Linked DNA regions of Mus musculus: region 2 is linked to region 1. The links are chromatin contacts, called in public HiCAR-type maps. All regions are on one chromosome and are shown on one strand. The core of a region is the stretch at or near the end of the contact, and the rest is flanking DNA. Distances in the headings are between cores, read along the strand shown. Region 1 holds the start of Mboat2 (membrane bound O-acyltransferase domain containing 2). Region 2 overlaps Rnf144a (ring finger protein 144A).

Evidence for each region. HiCAR-type assays count read pairs that join an accessible place to other places.
Region 2: a HiCAR-type map of astrocytes shows a contact between it and region 1, with 3 times the contacts expected there. The contact joins the enhancer-like site here to the promoter of Mboat2 in region 1. A contact is called at or near these places in 4 of 39 promoter capture datasets (cranial neural crest, hippocampal neurons, liver and 1 more) and 3 of 115 datasets of contacts at active chromatin or transcription factors (astrocytes, embryonic stem cells and thymic regulatory T cells).

The regions. Positions count from the first base shown.
Region 1 is chr12:24,828,331-24,835,047 of GRCm38.p6, forward strand. It overlaps Mboat2 (membrane bound O-acyltransferase domain containing 2), which reads left to right and starts at 3,269. Exons shown (of 13, transcript NM_026037.3): 1 at 3,269-3,444. The coding sequence starts at 3,370. 2900060N12Rik (RIKEN cDNA 2900060N12 gene) reads right to left here and starts at 2,987. Exons shown (of 3, transcript NR_166876.1): 1 at 2,490-2,987.
Region 2 is chr12:26,359,671-26,367,194 of GRCm38.p6, forward strand. The region is part of intron 3 of Rnf144a (ring finger protein 144A); the gene reads right to left. The region is part of intron 3 of 4930549C15Rik (RIKEN cDNA 4930549C15 gene); the gene reads left to right. Among named protein-coding and RNA genes, the nearest start is that of 4930549C15Rik, 17 kb to the left of the region's middle. Within about 2 kb of position 1,416, at least 7 of the 459 cell types and tissues checked have an H3K27ac peak or open chromatin away from gene starts, as enhancers often do. A contact at or near this core is called in astrocytes, where this site is marked.

The DNA.
Region 1 (6,717 bases), core at 2,019-4,518:
TAGTTGACAAAATATCTGTATTTATAGTATATCACATGATGTCTTAATACATGTATATAGTGAAACTCAGTTAAATCCAGATGCAATAGTTTCATAGGAGAGAAACATTTTTCATTTTTAGAATTACATTAAATTTCTTGAATGGTTAATTTAATACATCAACTTCACTGGGTTGATGAAGGACTGGACAGATAGTAAAATAGTATTTCTGAATGTGTCTATAAGGATGTTTATAGAAAAGATTATTTTTTGAATTGGTAGACTGTGTAAGGAAAATTGCTTTCTTCAGTGTGGGTGGTATCATGATTGAACTGAAAACAAAACAAAACAAAACAAAACAAACCCTCAAAGGTAGAGGAAGAAAAATCTGTTTAAGCTGGGACATCCATATCAACAATTGTGTCAACACTGGTGCAGCTGTCGTTCAGATTCTGAGGGAGTAACAGCTCTTCTGGTCATTAGGCCTTTAGATTTGGACTGGACCTATATACCACGTGCGCTCCTGACTGCTTTGCATAAGGCTTCTATGTCTTTATCATCTCAAGCCAGTTCCTTATAACATACTTTCTTCTATATCTTTTTGTAGATCCTGATTGGTCTATTTTTCTGGAGAATTCTGACTAATGTGGTTGTTTCTAAATGTTACAATGTAACACAGTTGTAAGCTTTTTGTACACAATATTATTACTTCTTTTCTTATATAAGGAAAGTGAGGTTAAAAAGGCTCCAAAATTGGCTAGTAAGTAGTGAAGACAGAAAACAAAACAAAACAAAAACCAACCAACCAACCAACCAAACAAACAAAAAAACCCCAACCAAAACCAAGATCTCCTGACTCTAAAATCTAAGCTATTATTATAGGCCAAGATACTTGACCTATACTCTGACATAAAATTTCTCAGATGGCTCAAATCTTTCCCATTCTAGATGTTAAAATAAATAATTTCATAAAGTTATAACAGGCACCTAAAAGACAGTTTCTGCTAAAAAGTACTTATCTCTCACTTGGGCTGACACAAGGAAACCAAAAGCAGGAGGAAAGCCTGGCACCTCTGCCTTCATTTTTAAAATCTGGCTCCTTTACTTGGGGTCAGAAACCTACTTAACGCTACAGGAAAGGATGCTAATCATTCAGAGAATATCTAAAAACGGGCAACAATTACTTCATCTCCACTCAAGGCTGAAGGCACAATAAACTGTCAACTTTTACAACGTCTCGTTCCAGACCTCCTAAAAAGTGTCCGACTGTCTCCAGTCCTAGTCCTAATCCTCCATAGGCATTACTGACTCCAGGAACACAGAGCCTAGCAGACAGTTCATCCCATGACATCACCCTAAAGTGACCTGATTGTCCCACCAAGCAATAAGGCCAGGGGATGACAGGTTAACACCAGAGTCAGGTCTCTATTAAAGGAGTCACCCTCAATAAAAACTATGTTCTGTCTTTTTCTAAAAGAATAATCTGGCCTCACAGAATTCCTTTGGTAGACAGTATTTGTTCTAGGATTGTATCTTATGCTGCCTACTTTAGGTTGCAATATGTTTCTAACACCCACTTTTTAAGGTTTTAAAATGGTATTTTAATTTTTCCCTTCAGTTTATATGTTCAGCCACCTGTACACTTTCTCAACACGTCCCTAAAGGGGGGGGGGGGAGGAGACAGAGACAAAGAGGTCCTCGATCCAAGGTTATATTAATAGAGAGGTCCAGACTTGGGACTATTTTAGGAAGTAGATTATTGGACAGGTTTGATTTCTAATTGGTCCCAGCTAGTTGGAACACAATATTAAGAGTGAAAGATCTCAATTATTTTCTCCCCATCCTCTAAAAGACTACCTTACTAGGACTCAGCTGTTCACCCAGAGAATATTAGCAGCAAGAGACTATCCCAACTAAATTCAATAACCCCCTTTTCAGAGAGAGCTGAGTCCACAGCCAGGTTTCCTGAAGCACTACTTGCCCGCTCTTACTACTGAAGCCTCTAGAGTGGTCCTTGAGGAAGTGCTGTACCTAGTAGTTGATGGCTATTCTGGAGTGGGTGTTAAACCTGAGAATGAAGAGGGCCTTGTCTTTAAGAGGTCAAAACTGGGGCTAAATTAGTTGGATCTCAGGCCCCCCCCCCCCCCACACACTGTTATTTAGCTCTTGGTTAAGTTATGTAATTTTTCTGGAATTCAATTTCCTTGCTAGATTGAGGGTGGTTACAATACCTGCCTCACATGGTTGTTGTGGGGACTCACATAAGTCTACCTTTAAAAGCAGTGTTAGCAGCACATTTAAACCCCCGCCCCCCTTTAAATATTAGTTTCCAAATCCTTGGATTTTGAGAGGACGATGCTGGCATTTTCCAGGTGTTCCCATGGCTAGTTTAAAGGGTAAGAGATCACATTTGTAGGGCTGACACACTAACTGCCCTCCTGGAATGGAGGTGTGGACACAGCAGAATTCACATCTGGCAGAGAGGCTCGCAGGCACGAAGGGATGCTTACCAGCAGCCTTTCCTTTGAGGAGGCGGGGCCTTTACATGCCGGCCGCTGGCTACCCAGGCTTTCCCTCGGGCGCTGCCCAGGTCCGACCTGTTTCCCTCTCAGCTGGATGCGCGGTGAGGGCATCGTCCCAGCGCGGCCGATCAGGCCCAGGTGGGCGGCGGGTGAGGTAGGACCACCCGGCTTTCCGCAAGTTTGGGCAGCCCAGGAGACAAAGGCACTTTCTGCTTTGGGGTTCTTGTAGCGCGTCTCCCTGAAGCTCCCAGCCCCCTACCTTTGTTCCCAACTTCCCCCGGCGCTGCAACTCTTTGTCTGGCCGCCACCCCGAGCCCCTTTGTTGTCCACCGTCACTGCCAGTGAGGGGTGGGGACGGCGCCCACCATTCCTGAGAAAGGAAGTGAGCAGAGGCGGAGGCAAAGCCGCCCTCACACGCCCCCACCAGCTAGCCTGACTCTCGGTCGCCCTCGGGCGACAGCCATGGTCGAGCCTCAGCCCCTCGCTGGGGTCCTCAGCACGGAGGAGGGGCGCGGCGAGGCCAGCGTCCTCTGATTGGCTGTGGGAGTCGGGGCGCCGCGACGCCATTGGACCGCGGAGCTGTCTGGCGCACGAGTGCGCGAGGTGGGGAGGGGGCTCTGGAAGCTGCTGGAAATCGGGCCGCCCGGCGGCGTGAGGGGGCCGCGCGGCTGGGTGGGCGGGGCGCCCAGCAGTGGGCGGGGCCACTAACTCCGCCCACTGCCCCTCCCCGCGCGGCTGCTCCGACCGCGGGCGGCCGAGGGGCGGGCGCGCCGCTGCATCCCCATCCTCGGCGTAGCTCGGCACAGAGCGAGCAAGCAAGCAAGCGGCGCCTGGCCGGAGCGAGCGGACGCAGCGCCGAGGCCCGGCCATGGCCACCACCAGCACCACGGGCTCCACCCTGCTGCAGCCCCTCAGCAACGCCGTGCAACTGCCCATCGATCAGGTACCGGCGTCCGGGGCGTCGTGCCCTGGCCGCCTCTGCCGGCCGCGGTGCCACCCGGGCGGGAGCAGGGTGGGGGCTGGGGCCGGGACCGCCGTGCCCGGCGCCCGGCGGGGCGGGGGCGCGCGGCTGGCCTTGTCCCCTCGGCTGTCGCTCCGGCTGGTGCCTCTGTGCCCACCCAGCCTCCCATCGCCGCCCGGGCGGGGGTGGGCGCGGGCGGAGGCTCGGCGACAGCCCGCCGGGGAGGGCTAGACAGACGTGCGCGCGTGCATGCTGTCGCTGCCGGGCCACCGGGCGTCGGACCCGGGAGTCCCGGGACCGGTGGACCTGGCACTGCTGCGGGTTATCGGGAGACTAAGAATGGTTTGGGTGCCGAGTGCCCAGGACACGGCGTGGATGGACGAGGCTTAAGCTCTTCTGCACTTGGGGACAGTTTGCATTGAAGTGTGGCTCAATAGACGGAGAGGCAACAGTTTGGGGGAAGACAGGTTATGAAGAGAAGTCAACGTGACTTCACGATGCTAGGGTTTCTGGTGAAAAAGTTGCAGCTGTGGATAGGAGCAGCCATCCTACCCCCTCACCCTACCCCCAGAGAAGCTTTTGACACTAGGGAAGGCTGGCATTTAAATGAGGCCAGTCGAATTTGATTGTTTAAAGGGCCTCAGGATTACTGAAATAAACAGCATTGGGATGGAGAAAGCAGCGCCATTTTTATTGAGCAAAGGAACTTTGGAAGTATGTCCTGAGAAAGGTCTGGGAAAGTTGTTGGTGGGGTATGGTTAGATAGCTGGTCTAGCTCCAGTACTGAAGGAAATTGACTTTGGAAATTCAGCCTAACATTATTTCTGATCTGGAGGTGTTTGCACTTCCAAGGGCTATGGGCTCAGCTTGAGTAGCTGCTAGTGGTATCTTAAGGTTTGCATGTAAAACACAAGATTCCTCTCTGGACTTGAGCTGGAGGTGACACCTGAGCTGAACACTGTGTGCTCCAGGCTTTGTGCTTCACTGTTTAAAATAAAATATACTGAGTTACCTCAAAGGAGGGTTAAACCGTCCTGCTCAGTGTTCTGATCTGACTTCTTTCCTTTATTCCTCTCATAACTTTTCGATTAATAGTGAAATACCTGTTCTCCACACAGCTTACACAGCGGTTGTGGTGTGTGTCATGCTAATAGATTATAAGAGTGCCCCAAGTGGAATGATTCCTTTAATTCACAGAATTAGTCTTTGTTTATTAAGTTGATAATAATCAAAGGCTTTGGATACTCTCAGTTCTGTGGAGGAGTCTCACTATTTCCTAAGTGGAATCATGGCACCTGACCTCTAGGTGTGTGTTACACTTCTGACTTCAATAGGTTGTTCCCAGCCTACCAGTGCAGGTAGGGCAGGATCTTCTTGCTAATGAGAAACGTGTGTGTGTGTGTGTGTGTGTGTGTGTGTGTGTGTGTGTGTGTCCTTTACCTTTTTATTCTTTTGGTGAGGCAAATGATTGTGTATTCTCTCTGCCATAGCCCTATTAAGCTAATTCTTTTAAACTTCTATAAAGGATCATAACTTTTAAAAGTAATCTAATATCAATAAGCTCCTTTAAACATCTCAGCAGTCCAGAGAAAGTTCTTTGTGGAACTGAAGTGAGCAAGCAATCCAGGGAAGGTGACCTGAGTTAAGACTGACTTTATCAGCTAGAGGTCTTGTCTCTTGTGTCTTAGATAATCTGCATCTTCTGGTATACGCTTGAAGTCTGTAGAGCCCGAGTTTATATGGCCATTTGTGTAAGACAGTTGTTTGCTCTGTGATAAGCAAGTCTTAGGAATATTGGGTTAATCCATACAATCTGTACTTTTCACAGCAATAATTATTTCTGTGAATACCAAAGAATCTTCATGATGATACTCTTGGAGTAGTTAACATTGTAAAATTAGACAGACATTTTAGAATTAAGCCAATCAGAAACATTTCCTAACACATGAACAGTTGAATCCATGTTGAAAGAAAGCCTAAGACTTGGCTGTAGTCAAATAATGTAATTCTATAGGAAAGAAAAAAGACAAGCCAGGAAGTTTATAACTTGCTATGTGTTCACTTGGTGTGTGCCAATTTACACTGTTTAGAAAAATTAGGAAATTATAAAAGCAGTTGTTTTAGGAAGTAATAAAATGTGAACTTTTTACTATTGTATTGACTTGGCACACTGAGAACCTAGTGCCCTTGCTGCTGAAGTAACAGGAGGAAGAAGTGTGCTGTCAGGCAAAGCAAAGGAACTGGAGATCTTGCCTTAGGCTGGAGAATCTTTATCTTTGCTAAGAATTACAGAGTGACCTTGAAGTAGCTGAAGTGGTGCTCTGTAGTCTTTAAATGAAATTAAAGCATGAAATAGTGGTATCTGGGAGATTATGAGATCTTTAAGATAGGAAGTACCTGGCCCCCCGGCGTTTTGCTCTTTAGGGCCTGTTTTCCAAGTGACTTCCTTCCTAGTATAATTCTGAAGGTCTGTAGAAAGGAATGTGTGGAGGTGTGGTTTGAGAGAGGAGCCATCTTGAGGACCAGTTGTGCCAAAGAAAAGGAGCAATTGTGTGAGTCCCAGGCGAGATCAGGTGTCTCCATATCACGGGGCTTCTGTTCCTTATAAGTTGCTGATGTGGGGTTTTAGACTCCAGAGCAAGTACCAAAATGAAACTAAGAATAATGTCACTGATGATCAACCTATATATATATTTTTTTCTTGTTTCTTTTTCTTTCTTTCTTTCTTTCTTTCTTTCTTTCTTTCTTTCTTTCTTTCTTTCTTTCTTTCTTTCTTTCTTTCTTTCTTTCTTTCTTTCTTTCTTTCTTTCTTTCTTTCTTTCTTTCTTTCTTTCTTTCTTTCTTTCTTTCTTTCTTTCTTTCTTTCTTTCTTTTTTTTTTTGAGACAGGGTTTCTCTGTATAGCCCTGGCAGTCCTGGAACTCACTTTGTAGACCAGGCTAGCCTCGAACTCAGAAATCCACCTGCCTCTGCCTCCCAAGTGCTGGGATTAAATGCGTGCACCACCACGCCCGGCAACCTATATATTTTTTTCTTTTTTTTTCTTTTTTTTTTAAAGATTTATTTATTTATTATATGTAAGTATACTGTAGTTGTCTTCAGACACACCAGAAGAGGGTGTCAGATTTCGTTATGGATGGTTGTGAGCCACCATGTGGTTGCTGGGATTTGAACTCCAGACTTTTGGAAGAGCAGTCAGTGCTCTTAACCGCTGAGCCATCTCACCAGCCCCCTATATATTTTTTTCAACATCTTA
Region 2 (7,524 bases), core at 166-2,665, 1.5 Mb after region 1:
TTAGTGCTGATGGATTCTCCTTGCAGAGAATCCAGAATCAGACGCTTCAAGAGCACAGTGATTTGAACATGGCTTGTCTACTATGTCACTACTGTGCCCTAGCGATCCACCTCAGCAGTAGCACAGAGTAAGAACTAGTCTGTAACACTCATGTGACACCCTACAGCTCTTCTCTAAGAAACAGAAAATGCTCATTCAACAGAGCATGCATGGGTTGGGTGGCATTCGGCTCCATGTACACTGAGATGTTTATAAGACTCATGTCCTGTCATCTGCACTTTGTTGGGATGACCCTGCATGGGGAAGAGCCAATCCCAGCTTCCTAAGAACAAGCAGTCTGACTCTGGGCTCTGGGCCAACTCTGGGCACTTGGTACAGGACCTGAGCTCTAAGCTTCCTCCGAGACTCAGGCCTCCTGTAAAATTAACCATCACTTGCTAAGTTGCAGTGACCTGGTTAAGAGCTCAGAGACGCTATTAAACAAACGTGGGTGATAGTGAAAGTCAGTGAAATGGCGCTTTTGCTAGGCAGAGGGACATACTGCAGGGGCTTAGAAATGTTGTTGTCTTTAGCTGCATATGTATCAAAAGATGGCCTAGTCGGCCATCACTGCAAAGAGAGGCCCATTGGACTTGCAAACTTTATATGCCCCAGTACAGGGGAACGCCAGGGCCAAAAAGGGGGAGTGGGTGGGTAGGGGATTGGGGGGGGTGGGTATGGGGGACCTTTGGGATAGCATTGAAAATGTAAACGAGGAAAATACCTAATTAAAAATAAATAAATAAATAAATAAATAAATAAATAAATAAATAAATAAATAAATAGCTACAGAGAACAAAAAAAAAAAAAAGAAATGTTTCCATGTTGTGATTAAGTTACTGTCATTCATGGAAGTCATCTACACATCAGCAGTGGGAGGATGTTCCTCATGGCATTCCCTGTGATGTTAGGAACCTCTGCGTGTGAGGTGCCTGTTAAAGGGATTGGTAAGGCAGAGAAAGGAAGCACGTACCATACCGAGGAAGGGAACAGGAGCCAAGGTTTTGAGGTGAAAATTTCAAAGTCCACACCACTCTCACTGTGGGTTTACTACAGAGTGGGCACGGTCACCAAAGGAAGCTATCATCTGATTAAAAATGAGGACAGGCTATTTTTCTTCCTCCAGTATTTCTTTATAAAAAATGAATTTCAATAACTGCAAAGCCAATAGACGTTTTAAACATAAAAACAATGTAAAACTGATCACAGAAAAAAAAAGTTCATGTTTAATCCATCCAGGGCTTCAAAAATCACTAACTAAAAAGCTAGGCACGGGGCGCTTCTAGCATGCTAATTTTCAGTTGGGGGTTGGGGAGTCAGGAGGGTTGCCTGAAGCTTGAGGGCAGCCTGGGCGACTCATAGAGTCCAGGACAGGAGGAGCTTCAGCGCATGACTGTCTCACAGAAACAAACAGCAGAGAGTAAATCATCAAACAAATAGCAATGACTTAAAAGATGCTGCCGACAGAACAACATGATGTGTACAGGAAATCAAACAGCTGGAAGATGCTGTTCCCAATGAGCAAAGGAAAACTCCAAATGCCCAGGCAGTGAGGTTCTAAGTTCCTGGAACACCCCATTGAGAATGGTTCAAAATAACACAGTTCATGAACCCTGGAGCATGTCAATATCTGCCCAAACTGCACAATTGACTCACTGACCCAATAATCTTATTTCTCAGCACCCAGCCAAAGTTAGTCAGTTACCATGGCCCCGCTTGCAATGCGAGACTGGAAGCCACACAAAGAGAAGGCTCGTGACATGAAGCGGAGCTCCTCAAGGTGGGAGACTTCGGAAAGAGCAGGAAAGCTGCATGCATTCGAGTGGAAAGAGCTGCAGAGCGTATGATGTAAAAACTGCAAGGCATTCAGGGATGCACAGTATAGGCTGCATTTACAGGCTTAAGCATTAGATGAGCACCAATATGCTAACCGAAGCTGTTACCTAAGGAGGTTGGGAGGGCTGCACCAGGCCCAGAATGGTCACAGGAAAACATCAGCAAGATTCCCAACAGAGACCTTTTATTTATTCATTCCTGTATTTATGTGTGCTAAGTGTGCTAATGTGTTTATATAGGTGCACATTCTCTCTCTCTCTCTCTCTCTCTCTCTCTCTCTCTCTCTCTCTCTGTGTGTGTGTGTGTGTGTGTGTGTACTTGTAATAGGGCAGAGGTCAACCTCAAGCATCATTCCTCAGGCACTGTCCACCTTATGTTTTGAGACAGGGTCTCTTACTGGGATCTGGGGCTCGCCAAATCAGCTAGGCTAGACTGGCTGCTTATCTCCTCATCTATAGCACCAGGATTCCAGGCATTGATGTACCCCTATGCCCAGCCTTTCACATGAGCACTGGGGCTTGAACTCAGATTCTCATGCTCACCTAGTAAGCAATTTACTAATGGAATAGTCTCTTCAGCCAGAAAACTCTCTCTCTCTCTCTTTCTCTCTCTCTCTCTCTCTCTCTCTCTCTCTCTCTCTCTCTCTCTCTCTCTCTATATATATATATATATATATATATATATATATATATATATATACACACACACACACACACCTACCTACCTTTAGGAAAGTTTAACACATGATGTTCACTCACTAATAAGTGGATATTAGCCCAGAAACTTAGAATACCCAAGATACAATTTGTAAAACATATGAAACTCAAGAAGGAAGACCAAAGTGTGGATATTTCTTTCCTTCCTAGAATGGGGAACAAAATACCCATTGAAGGAGTTACAGAGACAAAGTTCAGAGCTGAGACAGAAGGAAGGATCATCCAGAGACTGCCCCACTTGGGCATCTATCCCATAAACAACCAACAAACCCAGACACAGCAATTTTTGGCTGACAGGACCCTGATATAGCTATCTCTTGTGAGGCTATGGCAGTGCCTGGCAAATACAGAAGTGGATGCTTGAAGTCATCTATTGGCTGGAACACAGGGCCCCCAATCAAGGAGCTAGAGAAAGTACCCAAGGAGCTAAAGGGGTCTGCAATCCTTTAGGAGGACCAACAATATGAAGTAACGAGTATCCCCCCAGAGCTTGCATATATAGCAGCAGAGGATGGCCTAGTTGGCCATCAATGGGAGGAGAGGCCCTTGGTCTTGCAAAGATTATATGCCCCAGTATAGGAGTATGCTAGGGCCAGGAAGCAGGAGTGGGTGGGTTGGGGAGCAGGGCAGGGGGAGGGTAGAGGGGACTTTTCGGAGAGGAAACTAGGAACAGGGATAGCATTTGAAATGTAAATGAAGAAAATATCTAATAAAAAAGAAAAAAAAGTTTAACTAGGTTTTATAAACTACAGAGATTTTAATAAAAGAAGCATTGTGGCCACTGTGACCATCGTGGTAATTCAGAATAGATGGTCCATAACTTGTTTTCTTTATTCTACTGAAGAGGGGTGACCACACATGATAACTGAATTCCAAAACTGTCCGTGTAGATCTGATCTCCCGAGTGTCTCTTCCTTATTTAAAAATCTGAAATCTACTCGATTGTCAAAAGGAACAATGCCTTCGACTCATCCCCATCAGAGAAGAAGTGACTCAAGCATTTCTCATCGCTGAGTCGAACCTCCAGGTTGTCAGCCTTTGGGAAGGAGCTTCATTATTCCATAGAAGAAGGGAGAAGCAACATAAAGTCTAGCAAGAACTTAAAAAGGAGAGTAGTTGGGCTAGGGAGACAAGTCAGTAAGCGAAGTGCCTGCTGCTCAAGCATGAGGAGGACCGGAGTCCAGATGCCCGGGGCCCATGTAAAGTCAGATGTGCTGGCAGGTCTGTAAGCCCGCACTGTGGGGAGGGTCGGGGTGGGAGAGAGACCGGTAGATCCTCGGGGCTCATTGGCTAGAGGCCAGAATTCGGTATCAGGTGGCTTCCCCAATTATTCTCCAGCTCTTTTTAAAATAACATTTTTATTTATTCTTTGATAAATTCATACATATATTTTGATCAGATTCTTTCCTCCCCACCTCCTTAAACACCACTTCCCCCGACACACACACCAAACTTCATTTTCTCCTTCTTTTTTTTAAAAAGCAAAAGCAAACACAAAACATGGGGTCCCGTTTGTGCTGGCTGACTACTGGATGTGAGGCCTGCCCTGGAGTGTGGCCAATATACCCAGTGTCACTCCACTAAAGAAAAGTGACTTTCCCCACCTAATAGCAATCAAATCCCTACTGCTTTGTGGGGAGGGGTGGGACTTCACGGCCACTTCCCCACCTCCTTGCTGGGATGTGTCTGGCTCGAGCTTATGCAGACCTTATGCACGCTGCCTCAGTCTCATGAGTTCACGTGTACCATGCGCCTTGTTGTGTCCCGAGGCACGGTGTTATCTTGGAGTCATCTACTGCCTCTGGTTCCCACAGTCTTCCTGCCTCCAGTTCAGCATAGATCCCTGAGGCCTGAGGGGAGGGGTGTGATACAGACATCCAATATCGGGCTGAGCATTCCCCAATCCCTTCTCTGCATGTTAGCAGCTGTGGGTTTCGTTGCTACTTACCATCTACTTAGAGAACCTTCTCTGATGAGGGCTGAGCATTGCACCGACCTGAAGTTCTGGTTCATACTGTGACTGAGACCCCAATCAGTACCAGATCACAGTGGTGGGTGGGATGATTTCTCGAAATCAGGTCACTAACTGAATCTGGAACTAAAGATAACATTCCCAAACCCTATCTTCAACTTTAAAATTTGAAAAATCTCATCAAGTTGCTGGGTTGACCTTGAATTCACTCTGCAACCCAAGCTGGCCTGGATGTCGCAACCCTTCTGCCTCAGCCTCCCCATGAGCTGAAATTACAGGCCTGAAGCACATGCTTAGTTTGTGAACACACTTGATAGCAGGAAAGTGAGACAGAAGGAAGATGAAGTGATGAGGATCTTGTTGACAGTCACCACATCAGCTGTCCTTTGATTCTGATCACTGCACTTAGGGCAACACCACCAGTATGTGTGGTACTCCTGCAGTCATGACTCGGCCACTCCCTCCCTCAGAATCTGAGGACCCTGCTCAGACAGCCATTTTTCCTCTAGAATTCTATACTGTTCAATACTCAAGAGGTCTAAATTGAAATCCAGACTGAGCTAGTCCTCAGTCCGTCCTAACATCCACATCTTTCATTCCACTGGTGAGTATTCTGCTACAGTGAGGCCCAGAGTTTAGCAGACTGTAACTATAATGGACCACACAGTCAATACTTGCGGCTCTGTCGACCACAGCACCCCATGGACCACTAAACCCTGATGCTCAGGCCTAAAAGCATGCAGAGATAATGTGTAACCCAAGGCCTGGCTGGGATCCAAGGGCACAGGCTAGTGGCCAGACTCAGCCCACGTACCATATGCTGATCCATGGGGTGAAGCCTAGTGACTCTCGAGCCATGATGAAAAGCCCTCTCCAGCCCAAGCCTTTCCCTTCTGTGCATGTCTTTCTGTCTCAGGAAAACCTAACTTCAGAAATACAGGATTTCTGAAATTAGGGTTTGATTCCAAATCCGTAAGCCAGGAATAAGCCTAATTCTGACCTCTCTACACATCTAGGGCCACTGGTCTCTGCGCTACGACCTGGCCACCCCGTGGATATCACAGGAAGGGATATGCTTGCTCTCCAGCCACCTTAGGAAAGGTTTAATGGGAGCATCGCGCAGAAGAGAAACTGAGGAAGGCTAATGAAACAAATCCAATCTAACTCTGGTTAAACCCCTGGTGATTCTGATGTGAATGTTAGGTCTCCATACAAGGAGCCTGATGCTGTATTAGGGAGCGTGCAGCCTTGCCACATAGAGGCCTGCTGATGTGAGTCTCAGCTCAGCAAACGGTCAGTGGCAGCAAAAGCAACCTGCAGTGACCACAGCTCAGCTACCAAGTCCCCACTAAACCCCCACATCCTCCACCCATCCATCCCCTGGAATGTTTCAGCCACATTGTCTCCTGGCCAGAAAACTTACGGTTTTAAAGTCCCACAAGGAGCCCGAAGTCACAAAATGAGTCACTATCAGAGTCTAGTCTGAAGCAGAGACAAGTTGGCTATGAATTCAACTTTTATCCACCAATACCACACAGTTCCTGGGCCTCTTGGATGCTGCTGCTGGGCTTCTGTCACATCATCATTGGGTGAGGACTTTGGCTGGACTAACCAGCTGTCCATATAACATGTGTCCTGCAAAAATGCTTTCCCATATCTGCAGGGAGGTGCTGCTGGGAGGCTGGGCCTGGGTACAACCACAAAACAGAAGCCAGTCCATAGTCTCAATAGCACTTTTGACCAGAAGGGGACACAACTATGAACCATAGCTGGCAACCACAGTCCCAAGAAACAAGTACAACAAGCAGCCACTTTCACAGATGACTGATATACATTCTGAGGACTGGAGAGGGAAGGAGGAGTGAAGTCAGCCACTTTCACAGATGACTCATCCACATTCTGAGGACTAGAGAGGGAAGGAGCAGAGAAGTCTAGGAAGTACCAAGAGGTACTTCAACCCTGAAGTTCAACCCTCGCAACCCTGATTCTAGCCCTAGGAATTGAGAATCAGCTAAAACAAGGAACAGCCCATCTGGGATTGTGTTCCTACATGGAAGGCCATGCTAAAAGTGAAAACTACATTATCAACACTACAAGCCTCGTGAACTATGAAGGGTGCATGGGGCTAAGGATAAGAAATTATGTAATTTTAATTTCATTTGCCAGCAACAAGAAAGGTTGGCTGCCCAAGTTTACCAGGTGAACCGAGTGCCTTGGCATTTACCATGTCACTCAGCCTGAGATGCACCCAGGCAGCTGAGGGAACCTGCCCACAGTCCCAAACTCAGAGTGACGAGGTGGCAGAGAAGAGGAGGTGGACTCTCATCAAGGTTGGAATCCACTTCACTCTTGGCTTTTGCTGAGGCTTCAAGAGGTGGGAGGGCTCCGGGGGCATCTTGCATAATGCTACAGGACTGATAGGAGCCGTAAGGAGGGAGCAATTCACCTCCAGGCTGTATAGAAAAAAAAAGGACTCCTTCCCCAAGCTTCTGTGCTTATAAACCAACCTGCAGTTCCTGTGCTTTGCAAACCAGCAAGGAAACAAACAAACAAACAAACAAACAAACCAGGAGAGGTGCCAGAGTGATGAGCAATGAGGCAGCACTGGAATGTGAAGGGATCAGCCCAATGTCTCATGAGCAGTGACAGGCACCTGGGGTCTTGGGGACCTGCTAAGAGCAAGACAGTTCCCTGATGGGCAGCTCTTTCTTTTGTTCCTTTTGCATTTTCTGAGACAGGCGCTCATTAGCCCAGAGTCTCCTGAGTTTCAGGATTAGATCTGGGCAACCATCACACATGGCTTATAAACAGTGCTGAGGACAGAACCCAAGGTGTTATGCACACTAGGCAAACACCCTAATAGCTGGGCCAGCACATACCCACCACAGGCTTTCCTGGACTTTCCCACCATCACAACTCTTGCCCCAATCCATCCTCTCAGTGGTACTTAGCAGCTTGCTA